2 separate regions of the Cyprinus carpio genome follow, and region 1 is linked to region 2. A link is a contact called in public Hi-C data. All regions are on one chromosome and are shown on one strand. The core of a region is the stretch at or near the end of the contact, and the rest is flanking DNA. Distances in the headings are between cores, read along the strand shown. Region 1 holds the start of LOC109082516 (protein BTG3-like). Region 2 has its middle 3.0 kb from the start of LOC122138714.

Region 1 (3,088 bases), core at 508-3,007, 46 kb before region 2:
GTTGTCCATACAGAACCTGTCAGCAGCCTGTGAGCGACAGTGTCACATCTGACTCTGAACTGAAGACTGTGGTTCTGTATTCAATACTGAGTGATCATAGTCCAGTTTCATACAGCAACTGTCACCTCCACAAAACTGATTATTCCAGTTTATTATTCCAGTGAGATATGTAGACCTGTAACTCAAAAAATAAAGTATGTCTAAGGTTCAAACCCTGATTGGTGTTTTTTTTTTCTTCTTTTTGTCTGATTTTGTGTGAAGTGGAGAAGGTTTTAACAAGTTCTCAGTAAAATTTAAGACTGCCTAAAAACCTTCACTTTCTTCTGTCCAATGTCCATCTTCCAAGAAATGTATCTAATGCTGCCACCTACTGATCTGTGAAGTGGACACAGAGCCATTTAAATAATAATCTTCACATTTGTATTGAAAAAAACAATAGTGTATTTAAATATATTTGTTATTCATCAACAAACTTTTCTCTTGATATGTGTAATCATGAATCATACTATGTTTTGCTAATTCAGAACATACTGTCAGGTGTTTTCAGTTTTAGTGTGTCCCATGTAATCCAGGTTGTGGTATTATTTCATCGTTGATAGTGTATGATAGTGTGTGGATTGCTACCCATGTTGTTTTAACACATTTCTAGGAGTGGGAGTATCTACACCATGATATGTATTTCCTGTTGACAGGATGTGTCAGCTCAGTTCAGCACATTTAGGCTATTATGACTGTAATGTTTGCCCTGATAAAAAATTCCTGCTGACAAGATGTTCGTGTTGAAATTAAAGGTAGAATTAGTCTTTCTGATTGGATAGGTCCAATTTTCACAACACAGAAACCCTATCATGAGTCCACCAGTTTATCAGTTGTGATCCTGGACAACAAAACCTGGACAAAATAAGTAGCACAGGTTTATTTATAGGCAATAGCCAACAATAGAAACAATAGGCGACATTGTATGGGTCAAAATGATCGATTTTTCTTTTAAGCCAAAAATCATTAGGATATTAAGTGAAGATCATGTTCCATTAAGATACTCTGTAAATTTCCTACAGTTAAAATATCAAAACTTAATTTTTTGTTAGTAATATTCATGCTAAGGACTACATTTGAAGGCGATTTTCTCAATATTTTGATTTGTTTTGTTTTTTTGCACCCTCAGATTGCTCAGATTGCAGATTAGCTGTATCTCGGCCAAATATTGTCCTATCCTAACAAACCATACATCAATAGAAATTTACTGTTTTTTCTGGGAGATAGTTTTGCCTGCAAAACATCACTTTTCAAGCTAGAGGGCGCCATTGTCCAATTTATAAAAATGCCACAGTCCATTGGACCCTAGACTTTACTTTATCATGATTTAAAATAAATAAATAAATAGATAATAATAATAAATAAAAAACAATAATAATAAAAAAAATCTCCCTAAATGACCACGGCCCATTACCCTTATACTTCAAGTTTACTGAATTCGGAGCGGTATGCTTATTTTGATTAATTGTTGCTTTATTTTGGTAAAATATACGGAGTAAAACACTTTCGTCCGTTATTTATTTATATCTGCGTACTCTTCTACACATAGACGTAATAAATGCTGTTAATTTTACTTGTTCAATTTACTTTTCATGTATTTGTTATGTATGCTTCTACCAACTACAATGAATCTTTCGCTTCACGAATCAAAAGAATCGACTCTGGAATTGTTTCCTTTGAGCATGCGCACAAGACATCCACATGTGGATGAAATCAAAACAATAAAAATCTGGAAGTGTGTTGTGCGCGGCAGGAGTTGTCCACATGTGGATGAAAGGAAAACACGGTCAGTATGTCTGTTTGTACTGTGATGTAGCGAGCTCGCGTATAACTAATTTATGTTTATTAGCTCCAAATATTAAATTAAGAATAATGTGAAACTAATGGCTGTAAATGAAATTGTCAGAAAAGCCAACTGAAAATGGAATTGAGGCCACGTTAACTTCAGCTAGGCTACAGTTAGCTAACGTTAATTTCGTTTTGTGGTAATTATTGCAATTTTTTTAAAAAGCGAAATACCTGAAAATTTAACTATTGAGTATAGTTTTAATATGTTACATTTAAATACTGCCGTCGTAAGCTCGTGTAAGTTGGCAACTGTTTTTTTCCCCCTGTGTGACTACGTTAACGTTAACTGCCAAATAAGCTTTTGCACAAATAAAGAGCAATAATTATCAATACGTTAAAAATACATGACTTTTATCTGCAAGTGCGCTAACGTAACGTAGATAATATTTTGGTAGGTTAAACTACAACGAAGAATTAAAAAAATATAAGATAATTATTAAACGTAATGTACTTCAGAGAATTAAAAACGAGTTTTTACACAAGTGCCGTTTAAGTCCCTACACTACTAACGTTACTGGTCGTTTCTGTTATGGTCTCGTGTTTCAAACGGTCGTGATGTATTTAGCGCGCCATCCTGCTGCTCTGTCCCGCCGTCTGACCGCCCAGCTTTATGTTGATCACTGGATGTACCGTTAGTGCACACACTAAGTTAGATGAAGTATCTATAGAGAGAAGGTCTTAGGAGCTTATGTTTCTGATGTTTTCGAATTTGATGGGTTAATGGTTTAGAATGAAACCTGTTCTGAACTTTAAAAAAGAAGTATGAAGAAGGATCTTCTCTCTCTGTCTCCCTCTCTCTCTATAATTTTAATTGTAGCAGGAGAAATAAAATATTAACGTGTTGATTATTCTTTTTTATTATTTAATACATTAAGAAATTAATAAACAATTTGCATTTATGCTAAAATGTTAGGGGTCGGTACAGTCTTTCATGGTTTTAAATTAGTCTTCTGCCCATCAAGGCTGCATTTATTTGACCAGAAGTACAGTGGAAATAGTAATATTACAATTTAAAAGAACTGTTTTCTATTTTAATCAATTTAAAATGTATTCCTGTGAAGGCAAATCTTTCATCAGTGTCACATGATCCTTCACAAATCATTCTAATATGCTGATTTAATAAATAACATACAAACATTTCTTGGTATTATCAGAGTTGTTTTGCTTAACAGTTAATGTTTTTGAAAGGTTTGGAAACATTTTC
Region 2 (3,143 bases), core at 457-2,956:
GATCATTCGACCAAGAATGAAATAATGTCATCATTCACTCACCCTTTATGTCATTTCAAATGATCTTCTTTCTTCTGTAGAAAGTTTAGCACAGTACCCAAGAAGATTACTATCTACTTTTATTGTGTGTAAAAGTGCAGCACGACCACTTTGCTAAATATCTCATTTTGTGTTCCACAGTAACAAATATTTAGAATGACATGAGGGTGAGTAAATTATAACCGACTGTTCACTTTTATGTGGGATTTTTGGGTTCCAGATTGGAATAATTATGGAAATGAATCATGATTTTTTGGTTTTAGCTTTACATAATGTGGTTTGCACTCTTGACTTGGCATTCATGATGACTCTGGCAGTGCATTTGGTTGCATCACTGGGTCATGCACAGGTCCGATTGGGTTACAGTAATCTGCAAAACACAGCAGAGATCTGCAGCCACCAGAATGATCAGGGACAGAGAAGAGAGAAAACAGACAAGAATGTGAATGCAGACTCTGTATTGCTCTCTTCCCCATCTCTGTCTTCCTCTGTGTGGGTCTAAAGACATTTTAAACATTGTGATTATCTGTCCCACAGGTGCATATTTTTGTCTATAATGAGATGGCTGAAAATGGGACAGATTTGAAGTTTCCTTGAAGAAGAGTGGGACTGTGGGACCAGCACAATCAGAGCTCTGGAAAGACAGGTCAGCCCTACAGGCTTTCTTCTAATGAACTCATTGACCTTATAGAACAGAAATGTGCACACCAAATGCTTGTTCTTTTGCAAATGCAATTTTAGGCTTATTATATTATTGCATCCCAGGATTATTATTGCTATAGCTGAAACTAAAACTAAAACCATAAAAAAAATTGTTACTTGAAATAAAATAAATATTAACTGAAATAAAAACAAGTTAAAAACTTGCCATGGCAACATTTCTCATTTGCATTTAATTTAACTTGTGTACTGAATTAAAAAACTAAAACTGGAATAAAAATTAATATATAGGACATAAACACCTAACAAAATTACTTTAACTAAAATGAAAATGGAAAACAACTGAAATAAAAGTATCTCAGTGATATTAAAATAGCACTGCTGGATCCTGCATATTCACATTTATCAACACTCTTCATGCTGAGTCTTGGCAAGCACTGTATTTGAATAGGAGCTCTATTGTGTCTAAACTTGATTTTCTATGTAGTACATTTATGTGGTAAATTTGTAATTTATTCCTGTGATGGCGAAACTGAATTTTCACCAGCCATTACTCCAGTTACATGATCCTTCAGAAATCATTATATTATGTTAAACTTTTAATCATTGTACTATGCTAAATCAATATACTATGCTAAATAGTTTCAAGATGTTTGATTGAAACCTCATATGCATATGTTTGAAAGTCATATGCATCCTTGATGAATAAAAGTACTGAACTAAATGTTCTCATACTGTATATATATGTGTAATGTGCATATATGTGTGCATGTAAATGTACATGATAAGCAGTACAAACAATTGATAAGAAAATAGAGGACACTAGGACACTCATTATGCTAGATACACTCATATTGAAGAAGTTGATGAAGAAATAGGAAAAATTCTCAAAATTAAATGGAAATGCATTTGACAGAAAAACTACTTGATTCTTTCTGCCTCAAAAAGATTTAAGAATCACCATTAACAGTGTCATTAACATCTCAAAGCCTCGTCTTAATCCAATAAAGGCACTCGCAGCGGTTCTTACAAATTAAGACTGACATCTAACTGCAGGTTGGAGTCTTTGCCAAGTTAGTCTGGGTTTAATAAAACCCCCGAGATTATTTTAATAGATTTTGTTTCAGTTCTGGAGAAGAGGCTTGAAAAGGCTTAGGTGAGTAAGGCTGTTCTTGCGAAACAGCCGCGGGTATGTAATACCAGTAGTTAAACACTTTGAACCAGGGGCCTCTGCGCAGTTTCCTCCCACACAGCTGAATGTGATAGAGTGTGTGCTCTACGTGTGCTTCAAGAGTACATACTGTTCAAGTAGGCCACTTTAATGTTTATGTAGTGTGGTACACATTTGTAAATATTGCATTGTATGTCCTGTATATATTAGTTAATACAGAATCTCGCTTCTTTTAGCCTACCATTTCTTACTGACTGACTACTTTTTCTCAGGGGCTAATAACGTGCAGCTTTAATTGTGCTTTAACTGGCACGTTTACATGGAAAAACAGATCTTTCATGTAGAGAAATTCAAGTCGTCTCTCAGCATGTGTGGGAGCGTTTAATAAGGCGAACCGCTCTGACTCGTAAGACTGACGTGGAAATGATTCTGATATGACTAAGTCTGACATTCCCGGACCAGGCGTCTGACTTTGGCTTTTCCAACACTTCTGCGTTCAATTGACACAAAAGACTGCTGCAAAATAGGCCAGTGGATGCTCCACTCCTCTAAGCAAGTTCCCATTGGTTCATGAGAGGGAAAGGGATAGTTCTCTAGTGAAGTAGTGTCATCGTTGCCTAAAAAGTCTAGTTCACCCAAAAATGAAATTGTGCTGAAAATGTACAGTACTCACCCATGAGTTTGTTTCTTCAACTAAAAAGAATTTGAGAAATTAGCATCACTTGCTCACCAACGGATCCTCTGCAGTGAATGGGTGTCTCCAGAATGAGTTTAAATGGCTAATAAAAACATCACAATAAAACCACAACTCCAGTCCATCACTTAATGTCTTGTGAAAAGCTGTGTGTTTGTAAGAAACAAATCCATCATAAAGGTGTTTTAACTTCAAACTGTCGTGCTCTATCCACAATATTGCATTCTCCAGTGAAAAAGTTATGGATTCATTTTTTTTTTTGTTCAAAAGATGCTAATTAGTCTTGTGGATTACTTGTGAATTATTTTTAGCATTTTATTCTTACGGCACTTATTCACTGCAAGATTCTTTGGTGAGCAAGTGATGTAATACAACATTTCTCCAAATCTGTTCCGATGAAGATATAAACTCATCTACATCTTGGATGGCCTGAGTAAATTTTCAGGCAAATTTTCCTTTTTGGGTGATCTGCTCCTTTAAGAACCTTTATCTACCTGATCAGACTTCAGACTTTTTACTGGTAACATCATTTAGTTAATGTTGGTGTTACCACATGAAGCACAGTTGTTGACAAGGTAG

The links. Hi-C and Micro-C count contacts between places; a contact is called where the count stands out from the background.
Region 1: a Hi-C map of liver shows a contact between it and region 2, with 2.3 times the contacts expected there. The contact joins the promoter of LOC109082516 here to the enhancer-like site in region 2. A contact is called at or near these places in 3 of 8 Hi-C or Micro-C datasets (liver and red blood cells).

Annotation. Positions count from the first base shown.
Region 1 is chrB10:13,884,512-13,887,599 of ASM1834038v1, reverse strand. LOC109082516 (protein BTG3-like) reads left to right here and starts at 1,757. Exons shown (of 5, transcript XM_042732650.1): 1 at 1,757-1,822.
Region 2 is chrB10:13,837,909-13,841,051 of ASM1834038v1, reverse strand. No RefSeq gene overlaps it. Among protein-coding and RNA genes, the nearest start is that of LOC122138714, 3.0 kb to the right of the region's middle. Within about 2 kb of position 1,706, at least 1 of the 8 cell types and tissues checked has an H3K27ac peak or open chromatin away from gene starts, as enhancers often do.